7 separate regions of the Mus musculus genome follow, and all the other regions are linked to region 2. Evidence: chromatin contacts called from public ChIA-PET, HiChIP or PLAC-seq and promoter capture Hi-C data. All regions are on one chromosome and are shown on one strand. Each heading gives the region's core, a stretch centred on a gene start, on an enhancer-like site or on the middle of the called end of the contact. The rest is flanking DNA. Distances are from core to core; before and after follow the strand shown.

What was found. Promoter capture Hi-C pulls out the DNA fragments that hold promoters and counts their contacts. ChIA-PET counts read pairs in DNA pulled down with a chosen protein or histone mark. HiChIP or PLAC-seq counts read pairs in DNA pulled down with a chosen protein or histone mark. Capture Hi-C pulls out chosen DNA fragments and counts their contacts.
Region 1: a contact with region 2 is called in an H3K27ac HiChIP or PLAC-seq map of double positive thymocytes, with 7 times the contacts expected there. The contact joins the promoter of Kcnn1 here to the promoter of Fcho1 in region 2. A contact is called at or near these places in 2 of 115 datasets of contacts at active chromatin or transcription factors (double positive thymocytes and memory CD8 T cells).
Region 3: an RNA polymerase II ChIA-PET map of memory CD8 T cells shows a contact between it and region 2, with 60 read pairs. The contact joins the promoter of Ap1m1 here to the promoter of Fcho1 in region 2. A contact is called at or near these places in 4 of 39 promoter capture datasets (the 3T3-L1 cell line, the C10 cell line, pre-B cells and 1 more), 1 of 484 Hi-C or Micro-C datasets (B cells), 5 of 115 datasets of contacts at active chromatin or transcription factors (the 230-238 cell line, large pre-B cells, memory CD8 T cells and 2 more) and 1 of 9 other capture datasets (embryonic stem cells).
Region 4: a contact with region 2 is called in an H3K4me3 HiChIP or PLAC-seq map of bone marrow-derived macrophages, with 5 times the contacts expected there. The contact joins the promoter of 1700030K09Rik here to the promoter of Fcho1 in region 2. A contact is called at or near these places in 2 of 39 promoter capture datasets (cranial neural crest and pre-B cells) and 2 of 115 datasets of contacts at active chromatin or transcription factors (bone marrow-derived macrophages and double positive thymocytes).
Region 5: a contact with region 2 is called in an H3K27ac HiChIP or PLAC-seq map of double positive thymocytes, with 2.6 times the contacts expected there. The contact joins the promoter of Sin3b here to the promoter of Fcho1 in region 2. A contact is called at or near these places in 1 of 39 promoter capture datasets (erythroid cells) and 1 of 115 datasets of contacts at active chromatin or transcription factors (double positive thymocytes).
Region 6: a promoter capture Hi-C map of liver shows a contact between it and region 2, with 2.2 times the contacts expected there. The contact joins the promoter of Smim7 here to the promoter of Fcho1 in region 2. A contact is called at or near these places in 3 of 115 datasets of contacts at active chromatin or transcription factors (large pre-B cells, memory CD8 T cells and pro-B cells) and 2 of 9 other capture datasets (adipose tissue and liver).
Region 7: a promoter capture Hi-C map of neural stem cells shows a contact between it and region 2. The contact joins the promoter of Slc5a5 here to the promoter of Fcho1 in region 2. A contact is called at or near these places in 2 of 39 promoter capture datasets (hippocampal neurons and neural stem cells), 4 of 484 Hi-C or Micro-C datasets (CD8 T cells, LSK cells, the MNK3 cell line and 1 more), 5 of 115 datasets of contacts at active chromatin or transcription factors (astrocytes, bone marrow-derived macrophages, double positive thymocytes and 2 more) and 2 of 9 other capture datasets (liver and macrophages).

The regions. Positions count from the first base shown.
Region 1 is chr8:70,855,275-70,858,336 of GRCm38.p6, reverse strand. It overlaps Kcnn1 (potassium intermediate/small conductance calcium-activated channel, subfamily N, member 1), which reads left to right and starts at 1,329. Exons shown (of 10, transcript NM_032397.3): 1 at 1,329-1,405; 2 at 2,860-3,062. The coding sequence starts at 2,941.
Region 2 is chr8:71,724,382-71,727,401 of GRCm38.p6, reverse strand. Fcho1 (FCH domain only 1) reads left to right here and starts at 1,721. Exons shown (of 28, transcript NM_028715.3): 1 at 1,721-1,769.
Region 3 is chr8:72,238,594-72,241,472 of GRCm38.p6, reverse strand. Ap1m1 (adaptor-related protein complex AP-1, mu subunit 1) reads right to left here and starts at 1,455. Exons shown (of 12, transcript NM_007456.5): 1 at 1,230-1,455. The coding sequence starts at 1,271.
Region 4 is chr8:72,442,384-72,445,439 of GRCm38.p6, reverse strand. It overlaps 1700030K09Rik (RIKEN cDNA 1700030K09 gene), which reads right to left and starts at 1,560. Exons shown (of 8, transcript NM_028170.2): 1 at 1,451-1,560; 2 at 1-690. The coding sequence starts at 689. It overlaps Calr3 (calreticulin 3), which reads left to right and starts at 1,662. Exons shown (of 9, transcript NM_028500.3): 1 at 1,662-1,847; 2 at 1,944-2,045. The coding sequence starts at 1,757.
Region 5 is chr8:72,722,002-72,724,967 of GRCm38.p6, reverse strand. It overlaps Sin3b (transcriptional regulator, SIN3B (yeast)), which reads right to left and starts at 1,698. Exons shown (of 19, transcript NM_009188.4): 1 at 1,560-1,698; 2 at 818-924. The coding sequence starts at 1,658.
Region 6 is chr8:72,569,553-72,572,629 of GRCm38.p6, reverse strand. Smim7 (small integral membrane protein 7) reads left to right here and starts at 1,582. Exons shown (of 5, transcript NM_172396.3): 1 at 1,582-1,626; 2 at 1,715-1,756; 3 at 2,612-2,664. The coding sequence starts at 1,601. Tmem38a (transmembrane protein 38A) reads right to left here and starts at 807. Exons shown (of 6, transcript NM_144534.2): 1 at 403-807. The coding sequence starts at 526.
Region 7 is chr8:70,891,272-70,894,065 of GRCm38.p6, reverse strand. Slc5a5 (solute carrier family 5 (sodium iodide symporter), member 5) reads left to right here and starts at 1,309. Exons shown (of 15, transcript NM_053248.2): 1 at 1,309-1,761; 2 at 2,349-2,414; 3 at 2,737-2,788. The coding sequence starts at 1,405.

The DNA of each region.
Region 1 (3,062 bases), core at 80-2,579, 870 kb after region 2:
CGCCCTGGCTTCTGTTGTTAGCACGGAACAAATGGGGCTTGGTGGCCCAGGCCTATCCTGTCAGGTAGGACCTGAGAGGTAGAGGCAAGATGGCCAGTTCCAGGCCATCCTCAGCTCTATAGTAAGTCTGAGCCTCACAGATATGAAACCCTTTCTAAAACAAAAAGCAAAACAATTCCTGGGTAGGGGGTAGGCAGGGAAGGCCCACAGCCACAGGCTGAGGTGGCCACATGCAGAAGGTTTAGGGGCTGGAGGCAGAACCTGGTGCTCTTGGCCTGTCCCTCTGTGGTGTCTCCTGGAACCTGCTTACATCTATCACCCCAGGCTGGTTCCATCTGGCTCCACCTATGTGGATAGTGCAGATGTGGTCCCCAACACCTGGACTGTCACTCTGTTGGTGGCTCTGCTGGGGCTCAGTGCTGTCACTGCTCCCAGGCCACTTGCTGGCCACACATCTGCCCCTCAGTCCTTCCTGAGGCCCTCTAAACTGCAAAGACATTGGGCCAGGAAGAAGCAGGAGCTGGGTGGCTGGGGTGGGGGTGGGGAGGGGATTAGGGAGGGGATACACACACTCATCGCTCGGCTGCAGGCAAACCTCAGCTCCCCAGCTTGTCAGTAATCACGTGACTGAAGGGGCGGAGACTAGACTCCTTGGTCTCTGGGATGTCTTAGAAGACACCTGAAACTCCAGCACCTTAGGAAGTAGGCTGAGAGGAGGATTTCAGTGAGTAAATTCAAGATCAGCTTTGGCTACAGAGCTATCAAAACAAACAAACAAAACCCAAGACCACAAAAAATGTTGCATGAGCTGGAAAGGGGGGCCCAAAACTGTCCCAGCGCTCAGGAGGTGAAGGGAGAAGGAACAGAACTTCAAGGCCACTCAAGGCTAACCTGGACTCCCTGGTAAGTTCTAGCGCAGCCTGTACTTCACAGTGAGTTTGACGCCAGACTAGGTTATGTGAGACCTTGATTCAAAACAAAAACTTTCATGAGTGAGCTCTGTAAGTTTGGCTTGAATGATGGGGGCAGAGCAGGTTCGGGGGTCTCCCCAGCCCTGATGATTGCAGCTGCCTGGAGCTCTTTCTGCCCGCAAGGCTAATAGGGTTTAAGATCGGGGTCCCTGAGGTGAGCGGGCTTGTCTGTCCCCAGAGATGAGGTCCAGGTGTGCAGGATCACCTGCAATAGCCAGCTGCCTGTGCACAGATGCCCATCACCGGGGTTCTTATTCTTGCCCAGTGCCCAGGAGGGAGCTTTAAGCATGGGCGGAGCCTGCGGGGTCATGGGGGTGGGGCCTGGTGCACTCAGCCAATCCAAGGCGCCGCTCATACGGGGCGGCGCTGCTCCCCCTCCCTGGCCGGTCTCGGCGGGGACGCGCTGGCACGAGGGTCCAGGTCCCCGCCCGCAGGTATTGGCGAGAGGAAGCGGGGGTGAGGGGGCTGGGGGGGCAGTAATAGCGGGTCCCTGGGCTATGCGACTAGGGACGACGCTGGGGATGGTGTTGCCACGCGGTCAGGGGTCAGGGACACAGAAGAGAGGGTGCGCGTGTCCCCCGGTGAGGGAAGATTGCGAGTGGGAGACGCTGAGTCCATAAAGTCCATGCACAAGGATGGATGTGATACGGCCAGTGACATGAGCACTCTTCGGCCACCCTAAACTGAGGTCAAGGTGCTCAGTGACAGCACCTGGGCTGCCAGACTGGCCTTGTAAGCTCCCTGGTAGCCGGTGTGCAAAGGGCAAGCAGAGCCGGGCACCCTGAGGAGTCAGTGAGCCTGGTGAGAAGAGCTCTGGCACCCTTCCTCAACTCCATTTCCCCACCAGCTGCTGGGGAGGCCACCTGACACAGGTCTAGTGTCTTGGGAGTTTCTGTCATGAGCCGTTATCACTGTGGTTCCTACAAGAGTTGTGGGAGGTGGGTGCCTCCTTGAGACTCACAGCAAGGGACACCTATTGATCCGATTTTATTTTATTTTGAGACAGGTTCTCAGGTAGCCCTAGTTGGCCTCAAAGGCCAGGCTAGCCTTGCTGTTTAGCACCTCTTGATAGGTATGTATCACCAGTCCTAGCATGGCGACTTACACCTGCCATCCCAGCACCTGGGGTTTGCCACAGTGCCAACCTGCACTATAGATTGAGAGCCTGTCTCTAAAGTAAATAAATAAAATTACAGAAGACAAGAGAAAACGGACTGAGCTGGTACCCCAGGCTCCATGACAGAAAGCAGCTCTGTCCTCAGCTCACAGCCACTCGGGCAGAGCCAGCCTGGTTCCCTGTCAAGGTCCTGCCCTCAGCCACCGCCAGGCTGTGTCCCTTAGTCTGTGTCTGACTCGGTGCTGGCAGAGGATCCAGGGGCCACCCAACCTCCCTCAGCTTTGCTCTTCTTTTTAAAACCAGAAGAGGTATCCCCCTTGTGCCTGGGGCAACAGACAGTCCTTTTAACTGGAGGCTCAAAACACAGCCAGCCCAGGACTGGTCACTGAGCCCTGCCTGCTCTGCATCTGTCCTGTGCCAGCCAGCCTGCCCAGGAAGAGGCTGTCTCAGGGAACAACATGGCAGCACCTAGGCTTGGCATATGTGTCAGACAGCTGAGTCACAGCCCCATATTGCCTCTTCACCTGTGTGTCTTGCAGGCACCCAGGCCACCTTGTCACCTGCTGTTGGTAGCTTGAGGGGCAGGGGGTGCTCATGGGCCAGGATGATTGCAGGGCATGCTGGTGTCTGGGAGGTTAGGCGCTGGGGAACTGAAGCAGACTTTGAGCAGGGGTCGGTAGACACTGACTTTCCAGATGATCCTGGACTCTCCTGAGCCTTGGAATGTTCTGGAATGGCCAAGGTGATGTTCAACCTTTGCTGTCTCCACAGGTCCATTCAGAAGCTCTGCTGCGGAACCATGCTGGGCCCCAAAGGGCCTGCTGCACGCCCAGCCCACGGAGGCAGGTGGCCATGAGTAGCCACAGCCACAATGGCAGCGTGGGGCAGCCTCTGGGCAGCGGGCCTGGATTCCTGGGCTGGGAGCCTGTGGACCCTGAGGCAGGCCGCCCCCTGCAGCCCACCCAAGGCCCAGG
Region 2 (3,020 bases), core at 472-2,971:
GCTATACTGCCCCCATCAATATCTAATTAAGAAAATGCCTCACAGCTGTATCTCATGAAGCTTTATCTCAACTGAGGCTCCTTCCTCTCTAGATGACTCTAGCTTGTGTCATGTTGACACACGGTCATCAAATAGTCACCAGTTGAGATATGTGTATAAATGGTACACACACACACACAATTACAATCACACTTTTCCTCCTGATAGTCCACATTCGGGGAAACTTTCTCCCATTTCCTGTGTCCTCATCACGGAGATACGACTGAGTCATGTCGAGAATGAGGGCTGCTATGGGGGTGCACACCCCTGAAAGGGCCTGGGAAGTCTTGAGTTCTAGACCAGCACCTGCCTAGAACCAGTCAATGACAGGTGACAGTGATCACAGGTCAAAACCTGTTCCATCCGACTCTGATGGCTTTGCTTCAGCCCCTGGAACCCACCCTACTCCAGCTCTGGACACAGCAATGGCATGCATGCACACATCCACACACATATGGGGAGGAGAGAGAGGGAGGAAGGAAGGGAGGGAGGGAGGGAGGGAGGGAGAGAGAGAGAGAGAGAGAGATGCTTTTCTTACCATTCTCAAATCCCAGAACCCAAAGGTGACTCGAGGGCTCTTGGGCCAACAAAAGGACATGTGAAAAATGTGAACAGCATGGAGAATGGAGAGCGGGCTATCTTACCAATTGTGGCAGATGGTCACCAGTCAGCTGGGTGTGGGGCCTATCTAAATGTTTAATCTTTATTGTTTGAATTGATGCATAAATTGATTAATTGATTCATTGGTAGTGTGCACATGCCACAGGTTAGAGGATACTTTTCAGGACTCTCTCAAAAAATCCAGGCTTTGCTACAAGCATCTTTGCCCACTGAGCCATCTCACCGGCCCTGAAGCTAGTATTTAGCTATGTATGGTTGCCATCAGAACCCGGCATCATTTGGGGCAGAGCTGCAGTAGATGGTTCAAGTAAGAAGTGGGGCAGCCTCAGTCTGGGATGGACCTGGATTTGATTCCCACCACAGGAAAATGCCCAAACTGAGGTGTCTGGGGTCCAAGGCTGCAGGGGCATGTACTGGAGATGAAGGGCACTTAGCTTTCTGGTTGTGCCCAGGCCAGTGGTCCCACTTCCTTGGAGGTGCTTCTGGGGCAGGGAGAGAGATGGCTCAGTAGTCCTGAGGATCATCATGCTGCCATGTGACCCTGAACAAGAAACGGAGCCCAGGCCGGGGAGTTAAGTCTCTCGAAGTTGTCATATGGGAGTGGAGTGGACATGTGGCTCTTGCTTAATGCTGGGGCAGCCTGGCTTCATCACCAGCACACAGCCTGAATAAATAAATGGCATGTCACATGAATGGATAGACCAGAGTTGCTATATGACCTCCAAAGCAACTCCTAGCCATGTTCCTTGATTCCTTTGTTTGTAAAATGAGGCTCAATATTAAATGTCACCTAATTCACAGCCTCGGAGGGGTTCTCCAAAGAGCCATGTATGCAGTAGGTACTTAATAAAAGCTATCCCCTCTTTCCCTCCCAGTCTCCCGAGAGACTTGACAGGTGCAGAGATCAAGGAGCTTCTCCTGTCACTTTAAAATATGCAAATAGCCTGCGGATGAATTTCCAGGCTCAGCCAACCAGTGCAGGGTTTATGAAGCACCGCGGGGCGGAGCTCCTCCTGACCACACCCATGGCGGGGCCAGCAGCGCGCTCCGCAGCGCGCGGGGAGGGCGGGGCGCGGGTCTGGAGCGCGCAGGTAGCGCCGCGAGAGGCGGTGAGTGTCCCCGGCGCGGGGCTCCGGTGCGGGGTGCGGGGTGCAGGACGCGGGGGCGGGGTGCGGGGCGGGGACGCAGCCTCCATCCTGACCCGGCCCGAGCGCAGGTGCCGTCTGCAGAAGGCGGGGCGCCACTCTATGGCATCTCTCAATCCTGGGCTGGGAGGCTGAGACCCCCCCCAGGACCCCCAATCCCTCTTCCGGGTCTCTAGCCTGGCCCTAAGCTGGGGGCCGCCTCCCTCGCTGCCCCTCTTCCTCGCCTGGGAACGAGGGTCTCCTCCTTTCCTTTGCACCCGCTCTAGGGTTGGTAGGCTGGTGGGGGTTCTGTAGGGCGAGTGTGGTGGAATTGCGGGGTATCTGGAGTATGGAGCGCGGGATCCCCTCCCGGGGGAACGGGGCCTGGAGAGGCCTGGAGCCTGCACCAGGGACTCCCGCGCCCTGTTAGGGGGGCAGCCGGCATCTGCTCCAAGGGACAGAATTAGTCTAGGTGAATGAGGATGGGGTGCAGAGAAGGTCGGGGATGGCCGCCCCTCCACTTGCCCTCAGCGTCGCAGGACCTGCTTCATGGTGACCTTGGGCAGGTGACAGCACCTCCCTGATCCTTAGTCTCCTCCTCAGAATATAGAGGTTGAGGAAGCCAGACTATCTGTCTCAAATTCCCAACACCTGTGCCCCATTTTCTCCAGATGGGGACCACAATCTTTAGTCAAATGTTAGGGCACTCTGGTTTTGGCACTTTAAAAGGGGTTGAGCCTGGTGTGGTCATTACAATCCTCTGGTGGCTGAGGCTGGAAGATCTGCAGCTTGAGGCCAGCCTGGGCTACATTCACAGACTCTGCCTCATTAAAAAAGCATAAACAAAACAAACCATGATTTTGATTGATGGATACAGTCTAGCCTGGGGCGGAGCAGCGAGACCTAAGGCCAGCAGAGGACAGTTTCTATCTGACCATAAGATGGACGGGCCTCCAATCAAGACCCAGACTTTGTCACTGTGGTCCCACCCATGTGGCTGCCCAGGTCACACCCTGACCCACATACCATCACCTACAATAGGGTTCCTAGGCTGGTTCCTGGGCGGGGTCCCAAGTGGAAGGTCAGGTCTTAGTCCCTGCCTCTTGCAGGATAGTAGGGTGAGTCCCAGGCAGGAAGCCTGACACCCCCAAATTTGTGTGCCCAGACTGGACTTAAACTGAGCCTTCTGTGAAGTGGACTGAAAGTCTGTAGGAAGATCAGAGGTGGTTGTGGGAG
Region 3 (2,879 bases), core at 206-2,705, 510 kb before region 2:
AATCCCAGCACCTGGGAGGCAGAGGCAGGTCAGTCTCTAAATTCAAGGCCAGCCTGGTCTACAGAGTGAGTTCCAGGACAGCCAGAGCTACACAGAGAAAACTTGTCTCATAAAACCAAGAGAGGGAAAAAGTCAGATTCTGCTGGGAAGTACAGACAGGCAGATCCATGCGTTTTAACGGTTCAGGCAGCCTAGCTCAATCAGTCTAGTGACCCGAGTTCGATAACAAGAGCCCATGTAAGAGTAGCAGGGGTCTCCTTCCTCCACACACCCGCAGAAACACACAAATGAAGATTTCTTTCTCAGATAACGCTGGGCAAGATGCCAGGGTCCTGTTTCTGTGCAGGGCCTTCATGTCTCAGCAGTCTTTGTTATTCCCAGTCAGGATAGCTCTCCCTGATTCTTCAGTTGCAGCTGCTAGTCCATTATGAAGACATGGCCCCAATAGGTATTCATCTATTTCTGTTTTTTCCAAGTGACTAAGTTGAGCTATGACAGATTAGGCTAACCCACGGTGGCCCTGGGCTTAGCACCTGCCTGGCGAGGATGCTTCCAGGCCGCTACTTCCCAGTAATCAGTGTGACTCTAGGCACTGTTTCCCCCTCTAAAACCACACTTTTGTTTGTTTTTGTTTTTCGAGGCAGGGTTTCTCTGTATAGCCCTGTCTGTCCTGGAACTCACTTTGTAGACCAGGCTGGCCTCGAACTCAGAAATCCGCCTGACTGCCTCCCGAGTGCTGGGATTAAAGGCGTGCGCCACCACGCCCTTCTTAAAACCACACTTTTATCATCCGCTTCTCTTAATGTCATAGGAAGCTCAGTGGCTCTAGGGAACGCTGAAGCCTGTGGAGCGAGGGACCGACCTAAGGCCATAGTTCCCGCCACGCCTCTGGCCAAGGGTCGCACGGTCCCCGGGGCGCAGGGTCCTGCTACAGGAGTTCGCAGGAGAAGCTAGAGTCCGGTACCCAGGCGAACAAAAAGGGAAAGGGGCAAAGCGGACAGTTACCTAGCAACCGCAGCCCACCAAGTTGGCTAGCAATGGGGCGGGACTCGCGGAAAGACCACCGCCCATTTCCTAGTAACTTGGTAGGGCTGGCAAGTGAGGCTGCCCCGCCTGCCTGACGCCCTAGCTGGGCTGGTCGGCCAGTTGCCTAGCAACAGGGTGGGTCCTGACAGGGCGAGGGCCCGTTGGTTGCCTGGCAACGCGGAGGGTGGCGAACCCTTCAGTACCTTGCCCTTCAGATCCAGTACGTAGACGGCGCTGGCGGACATGGCGGCTTTGGAAGGTCTCGGCAGTAGCCGAGGGCGGCGGCAACGGCAGGAACTGCGGGCGTTCAGCAAGGCCCGGCGCGCCCCGAGACACTTCCCCTCCACTTCCGGTCCATGAAGCAGCGCGTGGACCGTTATGTCCGGTCTGAAGGGAGCCGCAAGTGCGCAGGCGCGTAACTGAGTGCAAGCGCAGTAGGAACTTTTTGGCAGTATTTTTCACCCATAGCTCAAACGGGCCGGAAGTCAGGGGGCGTGGCCTTCCTGAAGAGCGGGGCCTGGAGGACCAGGGCGGGGCAGCTTTGTCATTACTCCTTGTACCTGAAGGACTAGCTGTGGAATGAAGGTGGACGCTTCCAAGCCTGTTGCTGTGAGAAGACGCTGAAAGCGGAACCGATTTGGAGTTGAGCCTTTTTTTTTCTTTTTCTTTTTTTGTTTTTTCGAGACAGCCTTGCTTTCTGCAGAAGTCAAGTAAACTAATATCCCGTCACTGACTGTGACTCGCCGTTAGGTGGCGCTTAAAGGAAGTCAGTCTCCCAATGGCAATCCAGCCTTATCAGCAATCACTTGTCACTGTCAACCTCTCAACTGACTGGGCTTCACCCGTCTTGCCCCAGTGAACCCAGGGTAGCACGTGTGTAACTTAGCCTGTGCCTAATTCACAGTAAGGCTGAGCCGGGCGTGGTAGCTAGCGCACGCCTTTAATCCCAGCACTCTGGAAGCAGAGACAGGCGGATTTCTGAGTTCGAGGCCAGCTTGGTCTACAAAGTGAATTCCAGGACAGCCAGGACTATACAGAGAAACCCTGTCTCAAAAAAACAAAACCAAAGTAAGGCTGATTAAATTTTAATTCTGCCATTCTTCTTTTTTCGAGACAGGGTTTCTCTGTATAGTCCTGGCTGTCCTGGAACTCACTTTGTAGACCAGGCTGGCCTTGAACTCAGAAATAAACCTGCCTCTGCTTCCCAAGTGCTGGGATTAAAGGCGTGCGCCACCACCGCCCGGCAAATTCTGCCATTCTTAACCACCTTTCTGCCACCGAGAGATCAAAGGAGCCCATCAACACTCCTCCCCGCCCCAAGGGCTTTTTTTTGTTTTTTACTTTGTGTGGTTTTTTACTTGTGTGACACATAGTGAAAGATTCCCGAAGGGAGACCCTTACTCAGACACTTAAGTCCCGGGACAGCCGCGTACCCAAGAAGACACTGAGACCATACATAAAATGTAGAAGGTAAGATTTAATAAAGCAGCGACATGAAAGCACACAGACCAGAGCTCTGGGGTCGAAATAAAGCAGCAACATGAAAGCACACAGAGCTCTGGGGTCGAAACTCATACACCTTAGCACAGGGTAGAGGAGTCTCGACAGTCAGCCAAAATTTTTCACAGGCTTATATAGTAAAACTCAAAGGGGGAGAACTGGGCAGGAAAAGTACAAGTTTACATCACTAGGGAGTTCTGCCAAAGGAATCTAGGTAACTAAGGAGTCATGTCCTATCAAGGAATCTACGTCAGGAGGCCTTTATCTCAAAAATGTTCTTGGAACAGTTTTTTCGAACTTTAGGGTGAGGAGTTTTGGGGTGAAAAGTTTAGGAGTGTTCCGAGAACAATCTC
Region 4 (3,056 bases), core at 311-2,810, 720 kb before region 2:
ACACTGGAGCCAGGGAGCTCCTGGTTTCTATTTGCTTCTTTTTCTCTAGAAGATTCCATCAAGCTTCTAAGCAGTAGCATTTCCTCCTCCTCGTCACTGGCAGATTCTTTCTTTGTGGGCAGCAGAGCTTGCTTCCCTGTCCCCACTGCCAGCCCTGGGGACCTCGCTTCAGTGGGCAGCTCCTTCTTCTTCAGAAACCTGCTACCGTTACCACTCGGCCCATCGCTCTTTGACACACATGTTTTGTTCACTTGTTTCTGGAAAGTTCTGTGTGGGTACTGGGAAGAAACAGAAGCTGCACCTGTCCTCTTAGGAAGACTCTGCTCGATGGATGTGGAGTCAGACTCCACATCAGACCAAGCCATGGGCACCTGCTTCCGATTCAGGATCTTGGTTTCAATCTGGGCCAGTTTCCTAAGGGCCTCACTGGCTCTGGTCTTGGAGGAGATGGTGGGAGGCCTCAAGCCCAGACTCACCCCCCTCCCTGCCATGGCCTCCTCTTTGGGCATCAAATATTTCTCGTCCATCGTTTGGTTTCTCTTTAAGATTCTGCTCTGCCCAGGTGTCACTTGGCCAAGACTTCGGGCTTGTAAGTTTCTGATCTCTTCCATCCTCGAGCTATCTAAGAACATATCCCTTAAGTCAAAACCACTACGTGGAGGGCCAAAGGGTCTTCTTGTGGAAGCCATTCTAGGAAAATAAAGATTGTGTTTTCAGCCTTTAAAAGTACTTCACTGTATAAGTATACTTTTTGTTTTGTTTTTATTTTTTTCAAGATAAGGTTTCCCTGTATAGCTCTGGTTTTCCTGGGAGCTCCTTAGATCAGGCCTGCCTCCCAAGTGCTGTGATCAAAGGTGTATGCCACCACCACCCAGATAAAAGTATTTCTTTTAATAAGCTGTAGGGCGTGTGGGACAGGCATAAGAACTGGTAAGGTTGAGTGAGCTCAAAACCAAAGAATCGGGGCTGGTGAGATGGCTCAGTGGTTAAGAGCGCCGACTGCTCTTCTGAAGGTCCCGAGTTCAAATCCCAGCAACCACATGGTGGCTCACAACCATCCATAACGAAATCTGATGCCCTCTTCTGGAGTGTCTGAAAGACAGCTACAGTGTACTTACATATAATAAATAAATAAATCTAAAAAAAAAAAAAAAAAAAAAAAACCAAAGAATCTCAGAGAGATTTGAGGACAGGCGTCCAGATTCGTACCTATATCTGTACCTGCTCTGGAACCTGTAACCAGGATACACAACTGAGAGGACCCATATCACACAGCACCTGGAGTTCTTCTCCATGCTAATAACACTGCCTATACTCAGTTTCCTCGCTATTGTTTGCAAGCCCTAAGGGATCATGCCCCATCGCTCTCCAGATGAGGAACCTCTGGTGTGGGTATGCCGCCCGTTTTCCTGAAGCCCCTTGCCAACCCACTTGATCACTGTGAGGTCACCTGAGTAGCTGCGTTGGCTTCTTCCCGCTAGGCTTCAGCCTCAAAGTATAGGCCCCAGTGTGCGGTTGCCTCAGGAGACAGCGCCAGAGCAACTAGAGACTACATTTCCCGTCGGCCACCGCGCTCCACCCACCAATGAGCAACTCAGGTCACAATCCCGGGCGTCACGGGACCAGTAATTTCAGCGCACCCATTAGCGTCCCCAGGTCATAATCCCAAGGCATGCCGGGAGTTGTAGTTTCTGAGTTGCGCCCGTCAAGCGGTACGGACGCCTGAGAGCAGAGAGTTGAAGTCGCACGTGCAGCTATGGTCTCGGCTCGTGCATTGCTCTGGGCCATCTGTGTGCTGCGCGTGGCACTAGCCACTGTGTACTTCCAGGAGGAGTTTCTAGACGGAGGTGAAGGCGATTGCCGTGGTGGCTGGTGGCCTGTGTCCACCATCTATGATATGGACCCGTGCGCTTTGCACCACTAACCCTCCTGTCTCCCCACAGAGCGCTGGAGGAACCGCTGGGTGCAGTCCACCAATGACTCCCAGTTTGGGCACTTCAGAGTCTCATCGGGGAAGTTCTATGGGCATAAAGAGAAAGACAAAGGTTAGTGTAGAATCGGGAGCAAATAGAGTAGAGTTAGAAACCTCATGGCACCCTGACAACGCACCCACCGTTCAAGCCAGGACACTGAGGCACATGCAGGCTCTGCAATACCCTGTTTGGGTTTACATTCCTTTACGATTGACCAGAGTAGCCGGGCGGTGGTGGCGTACGCCTTTAATCCCAGCACTCAGGAGGCAGAAGCAGGTGGATTTCTGAGTTCGAAGCCAGCCTGGTCTACAGAGTGAGTTACAGGACAGCCAGGGCTACACAGAAACCCTGTCTTGGAAAAAGAAAAAAAAAAAAAAATTGACCGAAGTGTGTTTTGGTTTAGTCTTTGAGCAGTCTCATGTAGCCCTAGATGGCTCTAACTCTCAGCCTCCCAAGTGCTGGTTACTTTTTCCACATCTATGTATGTTGGAGGCAGTATGCACCTTGAGTGTGGATTGGAATGACAGTGGAGGTGCTCAGAAAGTGCTGGAATGACAACTGGAGTCAACAGGAATGACTGTGTTGGCATTTTTCAGTAGTTGCCCAAGATCATCTCACTTCATGAAAATTGGAACCATGCTGTAGCACAACCTAGAATCCTAGCACTCCAGGGTCTTCATGAGGCAGGAAAATCACAAGTTCAAGACCAGCCTAGCTATAGAGTGAGCTCTGGCCCACCCTAAGATACAGCCAGGTCTTGGCACAAAACAAAAAGAGGGGAAATCAAAATGAAAAGTGGGGCCAGCTAGATTGGCCTGTGGCCAAGCTTGGTAACCTGAGTTTGATCCCCAGAACCTACAGGGTGGAAGGAGAGAACCTATGCCCACAAGTTGTTCTCTAACCTTGGCACATGCCCCAACCCCACAAAATGAACGAATAAATAAATAATTAAATTGTATTTTCTTTAGGTTTTTAGTTTTGTTTGTTTTGAGCCAGGGTCTCTATGTATCTCTGAATGTCTAGAAACTCTTAAATCCACCTGCCCCTTCCTCTGCCTCTTGAATGCTGGGATTAAAAGCATAC
Region 5 (2,966 bases), core at 449-2,948, 1.0 Mb before region 2:
TGAAATGACATGAGGGTCTTCTTCTGGCTTCAGTACCCTGAATATCCACAAGAAACCAGCCCAGGCCGTCTACACTTCCTGAGAGCAGACAGGCAGGTCAGTACCAAGATCTGTGGGAAGCGGTCTGACTGACAGCCTGGGTTCTAGCTCCACCCACCTGTCACTAGGATGAGTCCCTTACCTAAACCAAGCCACACCTCCCAGAAGATTCTAGAAGACACGGACATTAACTCAGAAACAACCCAATACGCCTAACTGCTCTGTGTCTACAAAACAGTTCCTGTTCATACCACACTGGTTCCAGATTAGTAAGTGCTATTGAAAAGCATCGTAGGGACAAGAGCTAAGAGATCATAAGTAATATTTTCCTGCAGTATTAACAAAAAATGCTTCCCCAAACAATCAAAATCTGTACCCCATTTATTTTCTGTATTTGGGCATGTACCACAGATCTCAAGGGCAGGTCAACAACTTGTAGGAGTTAATTCTCATCTCTCTAGGGCTGAAACTCGGGTGGTCAGGCTTGGTGGCTGGCACTGCTACCCTCTGGGACATCTTACCCACCCCCAAATCAACATTTTAAATAAAGACTACACCCAACACTCCCTGTTCAGGCCTCGATTCCCCAATTCCTTCACCCCTTCCAGGAATCCCATCAGTTCCTCAGAACCACCTCATCTTGCGACTGTTTTAGAAGAGATTCCCAGGGCCCTCCAATCCTGTGCATGATTAACAGCTGAGGAGACACAGTGTAGTTGGTTTGGGGGTTAGAGGGCTCAGCCCCCAGCTCCTGGGTGTACAAGGCCCTGCAGATTACCTCTGGCTTTTGAACTCCTTCATGATCTCCAGGAAGCCGTTGTAGGTGGCAGGGTCACTGCCAAAGCGGATCTTCACCTGGTCGAGGTAGGTGAGAGCGTCCTCCACCTGTGGGGAACAAGAAGGCCAGAGGTGGGCCAGGGTCGCGCGATGCAGTGACTGATGGCTGGAAGGCCAGGGATAGAAGAGGGGTGGCACGGGGCAGCAGAGGGCCGCGAGGATAACTGCGGTGTTACTGGGAGGGCCGACGTCCGACTAGAAGGACCGAGAGCCTGCGGGTAGGACCAAGAGCCTGCGGGTAGTCCCGAGAGCCTGCGGGTAGTCCCGAGGGGCCTCGAGGAGTTCCGGGTTGGACCGAGGACCGGCGGGGACGACCGAAGGGTCTCGAGGAGGACGCGAAATCCCTTGGAAGACCGAGGGGCGTAAAAGGGAAACTACGGGCCAACTAGGAGGATCGAAGGTTTTCGGGGTGCACCGAAGGGTCCCGGGGATGACAGGGATCGCAGGAATGACTGAGAGATGTCGAGAAAGACCTCTGTATCTCTGAGAAGTCCGAGGAGCGGCGGAAATGAATTGTTAGGGGGAAACCGAGGGGCTGCCGCGAAGACCGAAGGATTCCGCGGAAGGGGTGTGGGGTCCCCGGGCCCGGCTGCGCAGAGAGGAGGCCAAGGCGGGGCCGCACGGCGGGGCGCCATCCCCGCGGGGGTCCGAGTCCCCAGGAAGAGGCTAAGGACATCACTCACGTGCACCGGCAGCTTCTCGTGCCCTCCGGAGCCCGAACGACCCCAGCGGGAGCCACCGAATCCCCGGCCCGCGGAGCCTCCGCTGCCTGCATGCGCCATGTTGGAAGTCAGAGCCGCTTCTGCCCCGCCTCCGCCTGAGCCCTGGTCGCGCTTGCGCGGGCCCCGCCTCCTAGGGGGTGGAGACTCGTGGCGTCAAATAGGGGAGTGTCCACATAAGGGCCTTGCTGGACGGGGCGGGAGGTCTTTCTCAACTTATGTGCCCTGGGGGTCTGTGGCCACCTGGAAGGCCTAAAGTGTTTTTTGATTTGTTTTGTTGGAGGGAAAGAAAGTAAAGCAAAGTTGAAGAATATTTCAAAACGCATTAATTCTATAAACTTCACATTTCAGTGTGCAGGCTCGCTTGTGATCTCAGTACCGGGGAGTCTGAGAGGAGACCACTGAGAGGTCTAACCTAAACTGGGGTACATAGTTAAGACTGCATCTCTAGGGGCTGGAGAGATGGCTCAACGCTCAACGGTAAGAGCACCGACTGCTCTTCCGAAGGTCCTTAGTTCAAATCCCAGCAAATACATGGTGGCTCACAACCACTCGTAATGAGATCTGACGCCTTCTTCTGGTGCATCTGAAGACAGCTACAGTTTACTTATTTATAATCATAAGTAAGTCTTTGGGCAGGAGCGAGCAGGGTTGGCAGGAGCGAGCAGAGGTCCTAAAATTCAATTCCCAGCAGTCACATGAAGGCTCACAACCTTCACTGTAGTGTACTCAAATACATTAAATAAATAAAACTTAAAAAAAAAAAAAGAAAAAAGACTGCATCTTTAAAAAAAAAAATGACAGTTAGGTGTTGACCTTGTCTCAAAAAGAGAGAGAGGGAAAACAAGCTTAGATGTCTGTGTTGACCCAAGACCTCAATAGTGATATTTGCAAGGCTCTGGTGCTTTCTGGAACAAGTTTCTGAATGTCTATTCTGTGAGGTTGATACAGCAATGGGCTGTAGGTGAGCAGCATCCATTCAAGAGCCATGTGGACTGAATTCTTGCACTGGGTGTGTATGTGTGTGTGTGCACGTGTGTGTACATATGTGTAGGTAAACTCACTCCTGTGTGTGTGTGTGTGTGTGTGTGTGTGTGTGTGTGTGTACAGAGACCAGAGATGGGCACAATCTTTTATCACCCAGCCCTTGTGTTTTGGGGGCAGCATCTCTTACTGAACCTGTAGCTCATTGTCTTCACTTGATACAGTGGCCATGGGTCCACCTGTCTCCACAGTAGTGCTGGGGTCACAGCCCCTAGTCTGGATCCTCCTGCTTGCTTAGAGCAAGCTCTTTACCCATTAACTCCTCTCAGAGTGACATTCCTTGATTCCGTTCACAAATGTGTGCAAACCTGGATCATGGGACCTCTG
Region 6 (3,077 bases), core at 333-2,832, 850 kb before region 2:
GAACATCTGACCCTCGCCCAGGCAGGTCCGATCCTTGATTTGGAACCTTCGCCACCATCAATCCCCCTTGCCCAAGATTAAGTTCAGGAATCCTTGCTCTAACCTGACTCTGGCCTTTTCGTTGCCCCCGCCCTCAACCCCAACCCCGCAGCACCTGTCCTCCTAACCGTAAACAAGAGCGCTCCTTTTCTTCCCTCCCACCTCATTTGCAGCCTCCTTTCCACAGCGCCTCTGTCCCCAGGGTTCGCTCCTCCACCTGCGCGAGCGTGGGAGCACTCCACGATCTCAGCCTCTGCCTCCTCCCCCATCCAGCTCCAGGATCTAGCCTGTCTCCTCCTTTCGTCTCCATCATCAAGCTAGGGGCAACCTCCCTCCTGGTAACTCCTACAATCCTCGACTCACCTGGCTCATACTTCAGGTAGATGATGGAGACGATGAAGTAGCTGAGGTCGAAAACAGGGAAGAGCGGCACCCGCGAGAAGCTGAGCGCTAGCTCGCCCAGGCTCAGCGCTGACATCAGGTCCATGGCGATGGAGGGCGCCTCCCCGGCCCCGTGCGTCCCGCGCCCCGCTGCCCGACGAATGCTCCCTCGCCACTGAGCCCGCCCCACTGCCAGGCACCGCCCCCCGCCTGCCCCCACCCCTCGGGAGAGGAGGGGTGGTGGGGGACTCCTAGCAGCCGGGAGCCCAAAATGCGGGGCCGTAGGGACGTCAGAACTCGTTCAACAGAGCCAAAAAGGCGATCTGTCCCCTGCATCCAGCACACACAAGAGGGAATCTTGTCCTTAAACATCTGCGTAGTTAGAATCCTGTCCCTTTTCCATGGGACTAACCAATTCAGGACCCCTATTTCCCTCAAAACCCGCGCCCTCGGAAGATCTCAGCCAAGAATATCATGTTTCATTCCTGAGGATCCAAAGTCAGAACCCCGCCTCCCACAAGGGGACCTCAACCAAACCCTCACGTTCTGTTTGGTTTTGTCTCTCTAAAAGGCTCCACAAGTCAGAACCCTCCTCTTTGTGGACCCCAGCCCAGACTGGATCCACTAAGTTAGGACCCTCCCGCTTCAGGAGGCCCCACAAGTTAAGATCCATCCTCTGTAGACCTTAATCCAGGCCTTATGTTCTGTAAGTCTGTCCGGTCAGGACTCTCATTCTCCGTGGGGTTACTCGAGTCAGACCTGGGAGGTCCGTGGGAGGTACAACTCAGGCAGGAGGTCATCCTGACTCTATGCACTCTGAGCCGGGATCGCAGTTCTCCGTGGGGACCCAAGTGGAGTCCTTTTGGAGTTCAGGCATCTGCCGCGCCCATATCCATATCCAAGCCGTTCACGGGCGGCTCAAGGGTCAAGGGCGCAATTTCTGTAGCCCGGAATCCATAGCCCAACCAACCCCCGAGCGGCATCAACAGCAGGGACCAGCTGTGGCACGTAACACTGAGCATGCGCGCGCGCACCCCAAGCTCCGCCCTGTAGGTGACATCATGCTACATCCTCAGTCGAACCCAACCAATGCTGATTCAGAATTGGTCAGTTCTCGTTCCACTTTCCGCCCCTCATCACGGCTTCCGTTTCCGGTTTGACGGACGCCTTGGGTGTAAGGATGATCGGAGACATACTGCTGTTCGGGTAATATGAATGAGGGGTGTTAGAGGTCGGAGAGTGGCAGTCAGAGGGGTGGGGGTGACCCTTACTGACCGTTACTGTCCCTCCGCAGGACGCTACTGATGAACGCCGGGGCTGTGCTCAACTTTAAACTGTGAGTAGGCCGCGACAGGCGGTGTCCCAGACAGCCAGGCCCTCCCACAGCCAGTCCCCGCCCACACCCTTGGTCACCGCCAGTCCCGCCCTGTGCATGCTCCACGCCCCACTAATCCTACCTCTAGCCACGCCTCCGCGCTGCTTCACCAGGCTCTGACAGTTCTGTATCACTCCAGGATCTTTAAATCTGTACTCTCTAGACCAGGGAACGGCTCAGCGGGCAGAGGCGCTTGCTGCCAAGCCTGACTACTTGAGTCCGATTCCCGGATCCCCCATGGTAGAAATCCTGTTGATTGTCCTTTTGATCTCCACACAACTGCTGCGGGATGGCACACTCATTCTTTTTTTTTTTTTTTTTTTTTTTTTTGGTTTTTCGAGACAGGGTTTCTCTGTGTAGCCCTGGCTATCCTGGAACTCACTCTGTAGACCAGGTTGGCCTCGAACTCAGAAATCCGCCTGCCTCTGCCTCCCAAGTGCTGGGATTAAAGGCGTGCGCCACCACGCCCGGCCCGGCACACTCATTCTTACTTGCAGATTAATATTAAACAAACAAAAAAAAATCTGCACCCTGGGATTGCTTGCATCTCCAAAGAGCCTCATGCTCAGGCTTATCCCTCAAGAATGCCTTTCTGGCTCTTGGACCCACTCTATCCTGTCTGTGGCTGCACACCCAGCTGTGATGGACTAGGCTGGTTGAGAGTGTCTCACAGAGGGTTGTATCACTGCCCCAGGTCACACTGCAAGTCGGGGGCAGAGCTGAAGTTCATGCCCTTCCTAGCTGAGTGTCAGGGTCAGGAAATCCGATGGTGTTTATGTTTCACGGAAAGCTGGAGTTATCTGCTGTTCTTTATAGGAAAAAGAAGGACACACAAGGCTTTGGGGAAGAATCGAAGGAACCCAGCACAGGTAAGCATGTCTTTCTACCTTCAACACTTTAAGTCGATTCCAGGGTGCCTGTTCTCTCTCACCAACCTGCGCTTTCCTCTCTTTTTCCTTTTTATTGTTGAGATGTGGTATTAGAGGGCCATGACTAGCCTTGAATGCCTGCTCCCTCTGCCTCTGCCTCTGCCTCCTAGGTGTTTGAATGACAAGAGTACTCCACCATGCTCTGTTCATCAGCTTTATTGAGTGCGTACCATATTGCCAGCCACTTAGCTGACTGCTCTGTCGGGGTGTGGGTAAAGAAAGTGATCCTGCCCTGTGGGACTCAGCCCAGGGCGATTCAGAGGGTGTTCTGGAGGGATAGTGAAAGTGGGTGTCAGGAAGGTGCTGCTGCCGCTGCCGCTGCTGCTGCTGCTGCCGCTGCTGCCGCTGCCGCT
Region 7 (2,794 bases), core at 60-2,559, 830 kb after region 2:
GAGCACTGACTGCTCTTCCAGAGGTCCTGAGTTCAGTTCCCAGCAACCACAATGTGGCTCACAACCATCTGTAATGGAATCCAGTGCCGCCTTCTGGTGTGTCTGAAGCCAGCTACAGTGTACCCACATGTAAATATAAAATAAAGTCTAATAAGAAGAGAAAAGCCCTTTCAACCTCATCAGTAATGCCCTCAAGCCCGCCTGCCACCTAGGTTTAGGAGACTGCCCTAGCCAGGCCTCCCTCCTAACCAGCACCTCCAGGCAGGCAGTCCAGCCAGTATACAGCATATGAGGCCACCAGGGGGCGTGTGCCTTAGTTTTACTTATCAGACCACCCGGGAAGTACAGACGTGGCTCAATAGGGAATCAACCCTGAACACCCCAGAAACGGCCAGTTCTCCAGAAAAGGGTCCCGGTGACAGTTCTGCATCATCCCAAGCCCTGGGTCCCTTGAAAGCCACTATCAGCAAACTTCTGTTCTGGACCCAGGTATGCCAAAGTACCTGCGACAAGAAGGGAGAAATGGGTATCCAATGAACCCTCACTTGTCATCCCAGCACTAGGGAAGCCATGGCAGGATTGACACACCTTTGTGGTCAGCCTGTGGGAAAGAAAGGAAGAGAACAGGAAAGGGGAGGACAGCCAGGTCAGGTGTAGTGCACACTTGTGTTCCTGCCGGTAGGGTGGGCCTTGGTCAGGACTCCATACCAGCCTGAGCTACATGAGACTCAGCCTCAAACGCGTGCGTACACGCATACACACACACACACACACACACACACATACACACACATACAACCATAGGTCCAGACTGCCCTGTGCAGGTAGGGAAACTGAGTCCTAAACAGAAGGAAGAAATTCTCCAAAGAGAACCTGAGTGCCTCCCACCGGGTTAGCAAGGGTGGACAGTTCCTTCTCCCACGCTGCGGAGAAAGGCAGATGCTCTCTGGGGGGAAGGCTCGAGTCTCGTTTTTCCTTATGGGGCCCGGAAGTCCCCGAAAGTGAACCCCAGTCCTGGGTTCCTCGTAGCTCTGGTTCCTAACTCCCGCAGGCTGTGTGAACAGAGGGGAGCGGAGGTCTGAGCCGTCCAAGGCCCTTCCTGTCTGTTCACAACTCTACACGGAACAAGCCCTAGATGTGGGAGAAAGTGTCAGGAGACGCTAGTGTCCCCCCAACCCCGTTGCCCGCACCCCTGAAGGCCCGCTCGCCCCAGGACGGAAAGGGTGCGGGTCGCGCCCGCCTCCCAGGCTGGGGGCGGGGCCGCGCTGACCCCGGAGCCCAATAAATCCGCCGCGCGAAAAGCTTGTGGGTCGACGGCCCAGCAGGAACTCGCGCTGCGACGACGCTCGCTCTGAGAGTCCCCGACGTCCTCCGCATCCTCTCCGTTCCGAGTTACCTGTCTCCATGGAGGGCGCGGAGGCAGGGGCCCGGGCCACCTTCGGCCCCTGGGACTACGGCGTGTTCGCGACCATGCTGCTGGTGTCCACGGGCATCGGTCTGTGGGTCGGCCTGGCCCGCGGCGGCCAGCGCAGCGCCGACGACTTCTTCACCGGGGGCCGGCAGCTGGCGGCAGTGCCTGTGGGGCTGTCGCTGGCCGCTAGCTTCATGTCGGCTGTGCAGGTGCTCGGGGTCCCCGCGGAGGCAGCGCGCTACGGTCTCAAGTTTCTGTGGATGTGCGTGGGCCAGTTGCTCAATTCGCTGCTCACAGCCTTGCTCTTCTTGCCGATCTTCTACCGCCTGGGCCTTACCAGCACCTACCAGGTAGGGGACTTGGTCCCATGGGAAGGTTCCGGGAAGATGCCGCGGGCACCGGGCAGGGCCAGGAAGGAGGAAGAGCCAGTCCGGGCCCCACAGCTCGCAGCAGCCTCGGGGCAGTGGCCTCCCGCTGACACCTGTCCCTGCGAGTGCCCGTACCAGCCACCCACCGGCGCCCGACAGAGTTCAAACGCCTGCAGTGAGGTGTAGGATTTCCCAAACGCTCAACAACTGTAGTGAAAACGGAATAGCATCCACTTGCAGTTTCAGCACTAGGGAGATTGAGGCAGGAGGATTGCCATGAGTACCAGGCCAGTTTGGACTCCCTAGGGATACCCCAGTTTCAAATCTGAGGGCGCAACTAGGCACCCTGAAACAACGGTCCAACAAGTGTAGCGACAATATGAAGTCCCATGTGTGATATCTCAGTACTAGAGAAGCTTTGGCAGGAGGATTGCTGCGAGTTCCAAGCCGGCTTAACCTACACAGAGACTCTGTAAGCTCAGTTGGGCACTCCGGAACAGAGTAGAAACAGTGAGGATGGCTGAGGGGTCACTTGCCCGGTAACCTCCAGCCCTTGGCTCCCTCTGCAGTACCTAGAACTGCGCTTCAGCCGAGCGGTCCGGCTCTGCGGGACGCTGCAGTACTTGGTGGCCACGGTGAGCGAGCTGCCCGCCCTGCCACGCCCACACGAGCAATTATCATAGCCCGCTCCAACCTGACCTCACGCCACACCCCTCATCCTACCTGGCCCCGCCCCCTTCCAGCTTGAGCTAAGCTTCTCTGGGACATACAAGGACCACGCCTATAGCTCTGCCCTCATTCTGCCTATGGGCACCCTCTCACCTAGCTCCACCCCATCCTACCTAAAAACACCTTCTTGCAACCTGGCTCCGCCCTTTCTGCCTGATCCGCGCTCTCTTCTTTCTGCCTCCAACCCGTTTGCCCGCCCCTTGCCATCACCGACCTCCCCACCCACAGATGCTGTATACTGGCATCGTGATCTACGCACCTGCGCTCATCCTGAACCAAGGTCTGG